Regions from separate parts of the Ovis aries genome. Here all the other regions are linked to region 1. A link is a contact called in public Hi-C data. All regions are on one chromosome and are shown on one strand. Each heading gives the region's core, a stretch centred on a gene start, on an enhancer-like site or on the middle of the called end of the contact. The rest is flanking DNA. Distances are from core to core; before and after follow the strand shown.

Region 1 (4,690 bases), core at 858-3,357:
TTCACATAGCCTGATGCATAGTGCAAAAAACTGTTTTTGACACATCTTCCTTCAGTGTCACATATCCATCCATTCCATCTTTTAGGACCTCCTTGAATTCTATGGAACCTATTTGCTTTTTTCCATCTATATTATCACCTCCACCCTGTATCAATAATTACCATCTATTGGCTGGGCTACTGTAAATGGCTTCCCATGGAATATCATTTCCATTGCATTCTGCTCCTACCTCCTTTACACCCTGAAGATATGGTGATATTTTGAAGAATAAATTTGATCATTCATGCCTGTCTCCCCTGCTCATCTTGCACTTGCTTTAGTCCCTCATAAAATTTGCCAGGCTCCTTCCACTAATGGGATGTTGCTTGTACTGTTTCATTGACTTGCAGTGTCTTCCCCTCTTTTCTTCTAAGACTTTATCCGTCAGACCTCAACTCCACCATCATGATTTTGGGAAAGCTACCTTTGTCTCAATGACTATGTCAACTTTCTTTACTAGGAGACCATACTTAATCATGTGCTTCTCCATTACAATATCCCTTGAGAGCATGGTGGTGGTTTAGTCGCCAAGTTGTGTCCAACTCTGTGTGACCCCATGGACTGTGGCCCACCAGGCTCCTCTGTCCATGTGATTTTCCAGGCAAGAATACAGGAGTGAGTTGCCATTTCCTTCTTCAGGGGGTCTTCCCCACCCAGGAGTCGAACCCAGGTCTCCCTCCTTGCAGGCAGATTCTATACCAACTGAGCTAGGAGGGAAGCACGCCATATTTGGATAGGAATCTCAAATGATAAAGCATTTGAGTTGGGCATTTTTTGTGTTATTATTGAAGAATAACGTGGCAGAAGATGAATTAGGGATGTTGCAATACACAAAATTAAATAGTATTTGTTGGAATATTTAGATGTAAGTTGTAGAAGAGTTGAAGATATTTCATAGGGTTGATAGGATAATGGTTGAGTATATGACAGTGAGGTTTCAGCTAAAGAAAACAATGTTCAATTTATTGATGTTCTGAATGTGAGGTAACAAACTCACCGGATGGAAATGGCTTGATGACATTTTGAAATGTAGGAATGGACATGGTGCCAGATTTCATCTAGACTTCTTAGTCTGATTGCCCTTCTCCTGACAAGCAAAACACACTCCTGTGTTTACTTTTCTGGGTAAAGGCACAGGAGTAGTCAGAAATGTTGGAGGTACTTGAGATTGCTCTCTCTTGTTTGTCTATTTCCTTATTATCTGCTCTTTTTCCCCTCCATCCCACTGTCACTTCCCTGGACTTTCACCTGGACTACTTCAACAACTCTAACTACTCTCTCGGCATCCAGTCTTTTTCTCCTGTAATCCAGCTTGCACTGTCATTTAAAACTTCCAAAACACTAGAATGTCTCTTGCCTGCTGTGGATCATTCAAAGGTTTCCACTGACTGCAGAATAATATGTGGACTCTTGATCAGGCTTTATGATTTGACCCTAGATTCCTGGATTTCACTTCCAGCTTCTCTCTCTCCAGCTATACCAGACTGCTTATTCTCAAATGCCTCCTGCTGCCTGCCTTCCCACCTTCCTGAAATCTGACTGTAGTGTAACAGTTATTCTGCCTGGGGAAAAGATACTATACTGTCTTGTACGGAGACAAAAATCAAACTCAAAACAAAAAGACAAGAAAAATGCCTAGCCTTCAAGTTCAACTGAGATGTGGCCTCCTGAAGCCTTCTCCTCTAGGAAGATTTATAGTTCCACAGGTTATCTGCCAGCTCACTGTAATGCTTAGCCAAAAGTTGGCTGACTCACTGTCTCTTGCAAAGGTGAATTTAAGCTCACTACTTGGCATTTCTTTCCTTGAGGTTGTCTGATTACAAAGACTTTGGCTACACATAATTTGTCGTCACATGTCTTTATGGACTGGAAATGTGTCCACAGATTCCTCCCCTTGACCTCAAGAAGATGGCTACTGGAGAGGGTGGGGGTCATTACGCCTTACGTCATCACGTGCCGGGAGGGTGGGGCCCTCAAGGGAAATATAGCGGAGGGCGGGGCCAAGTAGGATGGGGCGGGGCTACGAGGGGCGGGGCGGGGCTGGAGAGGGGTCGGGGGCGCTTCTGCTATTCAGCCGGTGCAAGCAGCAGCGGGAGGCATCGCAGGGCGAGTCCACTTGACGCTAGGTTCTGAAAGCGTGACTGGGACCACCGGCTCAGACCAGAGGTAGCCGCATAGCCGAGCGGAAGCTGGTGGCACCCGTAGCAGCGGCCGGAGTCCGAGCTCCGCAGGCGGGAAGCACCCGGGATCGGGGAAATCCCGGGAGCAGCGCAGCGCGGCGGCGCCTCCCTCACCCAAGGGGCCGCAGCGACGGTCACGGGGCGCGCCGCCACAGCGAGCGACCCAGGCCGGGATTTCAAACAGACAGCCCAGGCTCCTCCTCCATTCGCGCCGCCTCACCTGCGGGCAGCGCGGCGCCGCCTCAGCTGGTACAGACGGCACCTGCGCCTCCAGCCTCCCCGGTCTCCGCCCCTCGCCCCTCGGCGCCAGGCCCGGGCCGCGCACCTGGACGTGCGGGGCTGCAGAAGCCCTGCGGCTCCTGGGGTGCTGTGTCTCCGCCATCGCCCCGGGAGGGCGCAGGTGGAGCAGCCGCGGTTAAGTGGAACCCCGTCCCAGTTGCCGCCGGGTCCCGGGGACAGGGCCGTCCGCGCCCGGGAGGAGCCGCAGCCAGCCAGGCACCATGAACAGCAGCAGCGCTAACATCACCTACGCCAGTCGTAAGCGGCGGAAGCCGGTGCAGAAAACGTGAGTCTCCGGAGCCTGTCCTCTGTGCTGTGGGGAGGTGGGCGCTCAGGCGCGGGACACTGCCGCACCCCGCCCCCAAATCCCCGAGGCCAGGGGATTAGGTCCCTTCCCTGTGCAGTCTGTGGAATCGAGATCTGGAGGCCGGTCGAGAACCCCAGGCCTTGGATTTTTCCGTGATTAATGATTGCATTTTAAAAATTGTGCCCCCCGTTCTCTGCCCCCCCCCCCGAACCCCTTCTCCAGAGCACCCTTTCACACCTCCAGCCATTTGCAGCGCTGTTCACTGTGCTGTGGTCCTAATTTGTTAACAGCTCTCCTCTGCCCTGTGGGGCTGGTGGATTAGTTAACCTAAGCCCGTCTTGAAATCCCCTTTCACATTTAATATCCTCCTCTGTTAGGTTAGAGGACGGTCACCATTCTTACTCCTGGTAGGGCGAGATGCTTTAAATAGCTAAACACGTGCTGTGTGCAAGAAAGGGGCTGAGTGCCTCTGAAGGTATTTTTTGGTTCCCTGAAACTGGCTTTCTGTTATACTCTTATTTACTTATTTGGCAGTAATTTTGTAGCGCTCAGCGTGAACATATCAATAAAATGTATAGAGGTGATAGCAGCTTTGAGTGAGTGTAGTAGCCAGGATACAGTAGAAGATTTGTATTTTAAGTCATCTTTTGGGGGAGATTTATCACTTTGGAAGTGGTTTTAGGGTCTGCAAATAATTTGGAGATGGAATTATTGAAACAGACATTTTCATTCTTAGCATCATTCTCTTAATTCCCTTTTCCCTCTACTTCAAAGTTTGGTCAATTCTGATAAAGTACAAACTTAGGTTTGTTTGTTTTGGTGGGATATTTATGTGATTATGGCAAATACTTTAATTTTTTTCAGAAAAAAAAAAGAAAAATCCATGCTTAACACAGATTTACTTTTTCGAGTTGGCAATGTTCATGTGTTTATTCCTAATTATTATCCTTGAGTTATTTTACTTCACATTTTTCAAACTTTCATAAACAATTTTAAGAACACTTTAAACGGTTACTCAGAACAAATCACAAGTGTGCATGTGGCTTAAGACTAAATTTAGGTCACTAATCCAAACCAGAAAAATAGCAGTTTAAAATTAATATTAAAGACCAGTTTAAAGGTTTCAGTATTCTGGGGTTTTAATTTCCTTTTAGAATTTCAGTGATTGCAGTCCTTCAGATTTAGACTTGGCATCAACAGAGGATATTCATCTATAAATAGACTGATTAAAATTTGGAAGACTTATCCTGCAGCGTGGTTGACATTAGGAATACTGTCAAGTCAGCAGTTTTTATCTTGGCAATTCTGTTGACATTGGTTTACAATACTTGTGTTTTATAGAATGGTTTCTTATAAAAAATGTGCTTGTCTAATTTGACTTGGTCCTTGATGGTTATTTAAAATTGAAAGGCATCACAGACACCTCTGTGTATTTTAGTTAATACAAAAGTACACTTGACATAATGTATAATATATATATGTATATCATAGGTTTTATTTGTATAGTTAGAAAACCTGAGAATTTTAAGTTATTGCATTTCAGGAAGTATGTTACACAGGACCTAGGTGACTTCAATGAAATGCTCTAATTTTTGTATTCATTTTAAAGTTTAACATTTGGGGCTTCTTGTTACCATTTTATTAAAGATTTTCCCTGTAAATATATTATTGCACATTTTCTTTTTTTTAAGGATGTACCTTTTATTATTAGCAATTAAATATGCTTTCTAAGACTTTAATATATTTGTGTTTAATATCTCCTGTAATACAACCAAAGTATTTCCACATTCACCCTTATTTTATCTAGTTAGCAGAGATGTTTATCAGATCTTTACTGAGCATCATGCATGGCTTCTAATCCTACAAACGCCTTAAAATGTCACTG
Region 2 (4,690 bases), core at 584-3,083, 340 kb before region 1:
AAAATATGAAACAATGATTTTTAGACATTGGACATAAGGCAGCATAGGACAATGGCCTTAGAGTCAGGAGTCAAAGAAGGTTCTTATAGCTAACCAGCTTCCTACCTGGAGAGAGTTTCTAGGCCAAAGCTTAGATACAAGTAGCTTGAATATATATTACAAAAGCTTCCAGTGGAAGTCAAATTTAATTTAAAAGCATAAAGGACATTCAACTTTGTTGTTGACTGCATTGCCTCAATCTCTATTTTTATTGATATTTTTCTAATTTTGTCTAGACCCGTGGTATAGGAACCAGGATTTGTGTGTTTTCTTGTGCATGTGTTTGTTATGATGAAAATGAGAACGTGGGTCAGATAATGTGAATGGCAGCACTGCGCATATGACAAACTCCTAACAGTTGTGGAAGAAAAGGACTTTTCACAAGCCACAAAGCTGTACAAAGTGAGGCTGTGTGTTGGTTTCTAAGAAGGTTATAAGACAATAGGAGAAATGTTGTTGCTACATTTTTCATGTAAAGGTACTTTCAGTGACCTTTGTTGTTGGATGAATTATGAATGTACACATGGTCAAGTTCAGTTTTTATTCCCCTTAACATGGGCTGCCATTTGGTAAACATAAGACAGAAATATGAAGGAACAATAGGTAAAAAACACTTCTGGGTGACATTAGGAGTCTGGGGACCAGATGCAATGACTCAGTGTCCTAAAAGTCATTTATCATGTGGTAATGCTGCTGTAATCTCACTGGGAGTTCAGCAAATTATGTCTTAGTAAGTGTTTTTAATTTAATAAGTCCCTGAATCACTAAGGAGAATCGGATCATACTTTGGCAAACCTTGATGTTCACCATGATAAAGATATTTGGAACTTATTTTAGGTCAGGTGTTTAACCTGAAGTCTCTTCTGTATCAGGAAGAATCTCACTAGTAATGATGTATTCTTTGTCAAATTCTTACAGTATTTATAATGTTAATCAGTTAACATATTTGACTGGATACTGCCTTGCTAATTCTTATGTCTACCTTAAGTACTTATGTTTTATCATGTCATTTGCTTTAGGAATTTCTTGAAAGCAGGGGTCCTGTATTTTTCTTCTTTTATATTTTTCCTCTTAGCCCACTGCTAAGTCGAGAGTAGACGCTTGAGAGTCTTGTTGTCTTGGGATCAACTGGAAGTATTTAAAGCTGTGTGCCTATCTTCTCTCCTCCCCACAGCCATCATCATAGCTCCTTTAATTGTTCAGAAAAATAAGACAGGAAATAATTGCTCGTGAAGGCCCACACAAGACGTTAGGTGTGGAACTCCAACTGGACCTCAGAGTTTCAGACTCATAATCCTAAACTCAAAACAAAAGGCCACCCATCCTTCATCAGTGTAATTAGATTAAGAAAGGCATTCAGAAAAGTGAAGCTGCTCTTGTTCTGAAGGAGTTTGTGATTGTGTATTCTCTATAAAATGTGGAGACTATGGATTGCATTAGAATGTGCCCATCCCCAGCATGCTGGAGACCACAGCAGTAAAAACATCCTTGAAAAGAAGCATATACTTCTGGTCTGGGAGAGAAAGCCCGGTCTATCTTGAGTGTAATGCTGTGGTGGTCGGTTGTTGTGTGTGGACAGCTGAGAGTCATTTCCTCGTCTTTATTCAAAATGAAGCTGGACACTCCCTTTTCATTTGTGAAAAAGCTATCTGTGTGAGAAGGGAGTGAGCATGTTTACCCAGTGGGCTCGGAGCCAGGCCAGTGCCGCCTGCTTCTCTTGGTCCTTGCCCTTCTCATTTCCCATCCTCCTGTGCTCTGAGATGGGCAGATAGGAAAAGTTGCCAGTCCGGATGCCAGAGCTTCAAAGGGCCCCATCGAGAGGGCACACAAAGGCTCGTTTGTTCAGCACTTAGATGGGGGAGATGCCAGCAGCTTCCAGGCAGAGAATTGGGGGTTTGTCTTCACTTGACTTCTCCTCGCCACCAGCGGGCTGATGCTGAAGTCTTTTCAACCTGTGTCTTCACCAAAGTGAGGATGACTGCAGTCAGAAGTGCCTTTTGCCCTTCACTTGCCTCCATTTTTAAAGGGACAAATAAGGTCATTTCTGCTCCTAGAGTTAATTGAATGACAGGGTTAATCAAAAAGATTCTTTTTGTGATCGAAAATCCTAATATGTTGGACTGTAGACTTGAGGGGTAAACGTAGCAAGTAGCTGGCAATAAGGAGTGTCTGAGTTTTACGTCATGAAGGTTTTTTTTATCAGTGCTTCTAGGAAGTAGGAATCCTCCCTCCAATATTTCATATGAAGGGTAAAATTCTAGTTAGAACCCTGGAGACTCTACTGTCAGTCTTCAATCCTGGAGAGTGTTAAGTGTTAAGAGAGTGTTAAGCTGGTACCAGTTACTTGATGTGGTTGTGAATTTATTTCAGATCTGGTTCAGAGTATAGGTTTTGTATGACAATTTTGGTGTAATCAGAAAGAGTAAGGTTCACATGTTGATGAGAAGAAAATGAACCTGAACTCAGAGAACAAAAGTGCTGTATTTGGAGACCTGTAAGTGAGACCCGCTTTCAGGTGAGGCAAGTGAGGCTCAAATTATGTTACATATTTTTCAAATAAAACCGATGTATTTCAACCCCAACTTGATGGGGAAATGCCTGGTACAGGTTCTAGGACTCTAGGATGTTAACTTTGGGGGAAGAAAAGGATTTGGAATCATAAATTGGTATATGTAAACACAAATGGTTTAAATTTTCATTAAAACCACTTCAGATTTCTCTAAATGTGTATTTGGCAGAAAGATGAAGTGTTGGCCAGTACATAATAAATAGATCAATTGTTTGCATTCCCATATATTGAAAATACAAAACAGAAAAGTCAAAAAGAAAATCTGTTCTAAAAGGAGATGTAATTAAATGAGTCTTAGACTTTGGTTCCTGAAAATCAAGATCCTATTTCAGTTACTACTTGGCTTTGGAAGGGGAAAGTCTGAACCATTCATTCCAAACAGAATAATTTTGTTTTCCTTTTTGCATATGTCTGTGCAAGTGATATTTTTTTCTTGAGAGCTGAAAAATTATTAGTTATCATTTGTGATCCAAGTTCTAGCACTGGCCATCCTTTCAGTTCAGTTCAGTTCAGTTGCTCAGTCGTATCCGACTCCTTGTGACCCCATGAATTGCAGCACACCAGGTCTCCCTGTCCATCACCAACTCCCGGAGTTCACTCAGACTCACGTCCATCGAGTTGGTGATGCCATGCAGCCATCTCATCCTGGGTCATCCCTTTCTCCTCCTGCCCCCAATCTCTCCCAGCATCACAGTCTTTTCCAATGAGTCAACTCTTCGCATGAGGTGTCCAAAGTACTGGAGCTTCAGCTTTAGCATCATTCCTTCGAAAGAAATCCCCAGGTTGATCTCCTTTAGAATGGACTGGTTGGATCTCCTTGCAGTCCAAGGGACTCTCAAGAGTCTTCTCCAACACCACCGTTCAAAAGCATCAATTCTTCGGCGCTCAGTCTTCTTCACAGTCCAACTCTCACATCCATGCATGACCACTGGAAAAACCATAGCCTTGACAAGGTGGACCTTAGTCGGCAAAGTAATGTCTCTGCTTTTGAATATACTATCTAGGTTGGTCATAACTTTTCTTCCAAGGAGTAAGCGTTTTTTAATTTCATGGCTGCAGTCACCATCTGCAGTGATTTTGGAGCCCCCCAAAATAAAGTCTGACACTGTTTCTACTGTTTCTCCATCTATTTCCCATGACGTGATGGGATCAGATGCCATGATCTTCGTTTTTTGAATGTTGAGCTTGAAGCCAACTTTTTCACTCTCCTCTTTCACTTTCATCAAGAGGCTTTTTAGTTCCTCTTCACTTTCTGCCATAAGGGTGGTGTTATCTGCATATCTGAGGTTATTGATATTTCTCCCGGCAATCTTGACTCCAGCTTGTGTTTCTTCCAGTCCAGCATTTCTCATGATGTACTCTGCATGTAAGTTAAATAAGCAGGGTGACAATATACAGCCTTGACGTACTCCTTTTCCTATTTGGAACCAGTCTGTTGATCCATGTCCAGTTCTAACTGTTGCTTCCTGACCTGCATACAGATTTCTCAAGAGACAGGTTAGGTGGTCTGGTATTCCCATCTCTTGAAGAATTTTCCACAGTTTATTGTGATCCACACAGCCAAAGGCTTTGGCATAGTCAATAAAGCAGAAATGATGTTTTTCTGGAACTCTCTTGCTTTTTCTATGATCCAGCGGATGTTGGCAATTTGATCTCTGGTTCCTCTGCCTTTTCTAAAACCAGCTTAAACATCAGGGAGTTCCTTTAAATAATATATATGTATATGAAACACTTAACATGATATCAAACCTCTTACATTTTTCTACAGTTTGATGTAGTTAACTGTAGGCTTGGTGTTATACCGCAGGTCTCTAGAACTTACCCACCTGTATAACTGAACCGTTATACCCAGTTCAGTTATAGAAGAGCAATTCTGTATTTCCCTCTCTTCCTGGCCCCTGACAACCACTGTTCTCCTCTCTGCTTCTATGAATGTTTTAGATCTTTGGATAACTGGAAGCCTGGGTATTTGTCCTTCTGTGCCTGGCCTATTTCACCCAGCACCAGGACATGGTACTTAAGGAGGCACTGACTCTCAGGCTCACGCAGAGGCAGGCATGGCCCCTCAGAGTGAGCGCCACC
Region 3 (4,690 bases), core at 1,370-3,869, 270 kb after region 1:
CCACCATCTATTTTAGGAACGCTCCACTCACAAAAATTTAATGTGACTCATTTACTTTGGACAGTGACGCATTTGTATTCACTGATCAGGCTACACTAGGGAAAAGGTCCTCTTCAGAGTGACTAATAAAAGACCATAGCCTTCTTTCTAGCCCAGTATATTACGTGTCTCCCAAATGGTTTTCTCTATCCCAGCAAGAAAAAGAGAGGTGGAATCTTCTTTTTTAAACTAATTGATATTGGAGTATATCGATATATAATGTTTTGTTCTTTTCTGCTGCACAGCAAAGTGAATCAGACATATACATATATCTACTCTTTTTTGGATTTCCTTCCCGTCTAGGTCACTCCAGAGCACTAAGTAGGTAAGAGTTCTTTCTGTTACACATTAAGGCTCATTGTTATCTGTTTTATAGACAGTAGCGTTTATATGTCAATCTCAATCTCATCCCACCCTTCCTTCCCCTCTGGTAAGCATAAGTCTGTTCTCTGCATCTGTGACTATTTGCAAATAAGTTCATCTGTACCATTTTTCTAATTTCACATAAAAATTTTATTATACAGAATTTGCCTTTCTCTTTCTGACTTACTTCACTCTGTATGACACTTTCTAGGTCCATCCATGTTGCTGCAAATGGCAGTATTTCATCCCATTTCTAGCAGAACAATATTCCACTGTATGCACGTACCACATCTCTATCCATTCCTCTGCTGATGGCCATTTAGGTCGCTTACATGTCCTAATTGTTTCTACCTTTGGGTTACCATAAATAATGTTGCTTTAAACATTCATAGTCATGTTTTTTGTGTAAACATATGCTCTCATTAGTATACGCCTAGGACTGGAATTACTGAGCCATACGACAATCTTATGTTTAACTTTTTGAGAAACCTCTTCAATGCATAACTTAAAAAATTTTACTATATCAACTGAATGGGGTCGTTTTCCTTTTGTGGTATTATCGAAGAGAAAAAAATTCCAAGCATAATTAAGTGTCATTAAGGCAGAATTTTGCAAAGGATGCTCTTTATTTTTCTGCAGTCTAGACACCAGTGTCATGACCACGCTATGCAAGTAAGGTCCATTCTCTTCAAATATGTATAAGTAATAATACCAGAAAGAGTTCTTTGCCCAGGCTTTTATAAGGACAAAAACTGTATCGGTAGAAGGCTTAAATCCTTACTTAGAATGAGAATTTGAATATATTATTAATATCTTAAATATGTAAGATTATGTATTACTATTTGCATATGCCTATTCATCACAAAGTATAAAAAATATATAATGGAGTCTTAAGGCCAATTTATCAATTCTTCCTCTCATGGAGCAGGTACTATAACACTTAGTCTAGAAAAACTACAAGATTAGTCTCTGTTCTGTCTACAATTTTTTTCTTCTAGATTCTACTAGTAATTCTCAGTATTTCATGTCTTTCCGCCCTGAGCTATCTTTCATTAACACATAACTTTTTTTTTCAGAGGCCTTATTCTCAGGGTCTATGTTTTCATTTGCTTGGACTTCACTTTAATTACCATAGGTTTCTTTTCCCAAGGAGAAGGAAAATTCTTTTCCCAAGGAGGCCTACAAAATTCTTGTTAACATAAGAAAATATGTTCATATTCTATTAACATAGCCCTGAAGCTGTGTAAATTCCTCTTTACTGGGCATTTGTCTTTCAGTGGGTCTCAGTCTTGGCCATCCCATGATGAAATGCTGTAGCATTCAGGTAAGAAAAATGGCACACAGAATATGATCCCAGCCAAAAAACATCCCTCCACTGTATCAAGATACAGGTGACAAAGGCTTCTTGGGTAACATCACTGAATACTCTCCCAGGCCCCTAGATCATTTTGCACTAGCTTTCCCCTGGGTTGGAAATATCCCCTGGGAAAAGGAATGGCAATCCACTCCAGTATTACTGCTTGGAGAATTGCAAGGACAGAGGAGCCTGGGGGGCTACAGTTCTTGGGGTTGCAAAGAGTTGGACACGACTGAGTGACTAATGCTTTCACTTTTCACTTTCCCTTCCCTGGAAGTAGAGGGGAATGCTATCTTTTTGAGATGACCAAAATTTACAGGTGGTTTTTAAAGTCAGTACAGAAGGAAAAGCCCATTTAAATGCTTATAGAATTATATGTTGCCATAAGAATATTTTTTAAATGTTTTCTCCACATCCCTTCTCTTTTTACAGTCAATGCCTATATCATTCTTTTCCGTTCATGAGGCAGTAATATTCTCAGCTTGAGGACAATATCTCTAAGGGTAAGGGAGAGAATTGTGCCTCCTGCCCTGAAAGAGAGGAGTTTGTGGGGGAAGAGAGAATGGAGGGATTTCCCCTCCCTGCTCTAAACTGAAGACTGTTGCTAAACATACTTTCATTGTTTAGGATAAGTCACAGCAGTAAAATAGAAAGGATGGTTTGCAAAACTGTGAATTGAAATGTTGTTGGTGCCATGCCCTCGACGCTGTTAATATCATAAGATATACGGACTTTACAAAATATCATGTTTTACTTCACTTTTCTGTGGGGTTTTTTGCCCCACCATCAAATCAAGGATACAGGAGTCATTTACTGTAGTGACATCTACAGGCAGTTTCAGAGAAAAACATACTCAACTCTCCGAAACTGAAACACTCCATTGCCGTAATCAGGAAGCCCTGTGCTCAGACTGATGGTTAGTGTCTTCGGTGTAGCATCATACAGATCATACGAAGTATCATACCTTACCCCAGATTCAACTGGGTCTTAAAACACAACCATTTGTCTCCAAACTCATCTTCATCAAATGCTTAGTCATCTTAATTTCCTGCTCTACTATTCCATCCATATTTGTCCAGGGAAAACTTAATATTACTATTTGGGATTCATATTGTACGGAAACAATTTAAATGTCTCCAACTTGTTTGTCTATGCCTTGTTTCACTCACATACATTGTTTTCATGCATGCTGTTGTGTTCAGCTCACATACATTATGCATTTTAGGGCATTTGAGTATATAAAGGAAGACTGCTGAAGTCTGATACACATACTCATGTACAACACACACTCATATAGCTGCCTTCATGAGCTACAGACTTGTGATCCTGTCCCAAGATATACAAGTGAGAGGGTGATCAACCTCTAAAAAAATGGCCTAAATTACCAGAGCTGGAAGAGTATAGAAGTCCACAAGGTTGAGTAACCTCAAAGGAGATTTACCCAAGACTGTCTTTAATTGGCCCCATCTGAATGACCTCATTTCAGACAAAGCTATAGAGTGGTGGGTACCACTAGATCAGCCAAAGTGAGCAAGATGAAATGGTTCAACCAAACAGAACATCTCCACAGCAAGAGACCATGTAGTGTCCTACATGGGGGTGGGAGGCAGGATGCCCAGGAGATTAACATAAAACTCACAGCTGCCCTATTTTTAATAGAAGAGTCAGCATTAGATGTCGGCCATGCCAGAGAGCACTTGCCAGCCAAATAAGATTTCCAGACAGCACCTGCTAAGTAAATAAGACTTTTCTTCCTCTTTATACCTTGCTCCTCTATTCCATCCAACCCTAAGATGAAGGATGTCTTTTCAGGAAGGTATCAGCTAAGGAACACAGAAGACTTGCTGCATCCTTCCCCAACCTTCTGGATCAGGCCCAGGAGAAAGGGAAGGGCTTTAAAGTGGATATGGAAGTACTTTTAATACTTTTAAAAAGTAACTGAAAGTCACCAGAAAATATCTCCTACCTGTGAGAAAGGAAAGAATATCTGTCAAAGAAGTGTTTTTTTAATGGTAGGAGAAAAACAAAGCTATTTCTAATTTTGTACTATGCAGTCCAACTCATGTAGTTGGCTCAGGGGAGATTTTACTTTCTACCATATTTTTCTTTCAGCTAATCAGTTAGTTTTAGGGAGGACTTGAGTGAAAAAGTGGGCTATTTGGGACTTCACTGGTAGTTATGTGGTTAAGACTCCATGCTCCCAGTGCAAGGGGTGCAAGTTCCATCCCTGATCACAGAACTAAGATCCCACATGCTGCACAGCATAGCCCCCCAAATTTTTTTTTTAAAGACAGATATTTTTGTCCATGTTCAAGGTTCAGAAAAATATTCCAAAGGTTATTCTAAAGCTTTTTTTTTGCATATTTATAGTTTTTAATTTATATAACCTTCATTTAAATTTATCTTCCTCATAATACTACTTTATATAGAATCTTGCCTCTGTTCTAGGAGAATGAGAGTAAACTCTTCTAATAGACTTTTATTTAGCCATACTTAAATGAGACTTTTGATCCCCCAAACTTTCCCACTCCCCAAAGTAAAGCTTTCATTACCTGTTCTCAATAAAGTTTAGTATCAGCATATGAAACTATCTGTCTTCTGTGAAAGCAAATTTATCTTTGCAGAAGGCTCTTCTGAGTTCCCTACTCTTTATCCCCAGAAGGAAGTTCCCATGGCCAGAACATGCTGTGTGTCTCCACATGGCTTTCCTAGGAGACTGTCTTGCAGACTGACTTACACTGATGAGACATGAGAATTTTGAAACTTCACAAATATTTATCAAAAAGATTTACAGATACTTGGTTTTTATAACTGCCTGTTGACACAACTACCACATCAGACTGCCTAAAAAATAAAATAGATGACTCATCAGACAGGAGCATAAATGATGAAATACAAAAGACCCATTAGTAATTGTATAACCCCTGGTGA

The links. Hi-C and Micro-C count contacts between places; a contact is called where the count stands out from the background.
Region 2: a Hi-C map of hypothalamus shows a contact between it and region 1, with 3 times the contacts expected there. The contact joins the enhancer-like site here to the promoter of AHR in region 1. A contact is called at or near these places in 6 of 16 Hi-C or Micro-C datasets (blood, hypothalamus, liver and 2 more).
Region 3: a contact with region 1 is called in a Hi-C map of hypothalamus, with 3 times the contacts expected there. The contact joins the enhancer-like site here to the promoter of AHR in region 1. A contact is called at or near these places in 2 of 16 Hi-C or Micro-C datasets (hypothalamus and tail adipose tissue).

Annotation. Positions count from the first base shown.
Region 1 is chr4:26,778,603-26,783,292 of ARS-UI_Ramb_v3.0, forward strand. AHR (aryl hydrocarbon receptor) reads left to right here and starts at 2,108. Exons shown (of 11, transcript XM_060414533.1): 1 at 2,108-2,784. The coding sequence starts at 2,720.
Region 2 is chr4:26,439,983-26,444,672 of ARS-UI_Ramb_v3.0, forward strand. All of the region lies in intron 1 of LOC121819390 (a long non-coding RNA gene), which reads left to right. Among named protein-coding and RNA genes, the nearest start is that of AGR3, 98 kb to the left of the region's middle. Within about 2 kb of position 1,834, at least 11 of the 54 cell types and tissues checked have an H3K27ac peak or open chromatin away from gene starts, as enhancers often do. A contact at or near this core is called in hypothalamus, where this site is marked.
Region 3 is chr4:27,046,757-27,051,446 of ARS-UI_Ramb_v3.0, forward strand. No RefSeq gene overlaps it. Among named protein-coding and RNA genes, the nearest start is that of TRNAW-CCA, 240 kb to the left of the region's middle. Within about 2 kb of position 2,620, at least 5 of the 54 cell types and tissues checked have an H3K27ac peak or open chromatin away from gene starts, as enhancers often do. A contact at or near this core is called in hypothalamus, where this site is marked.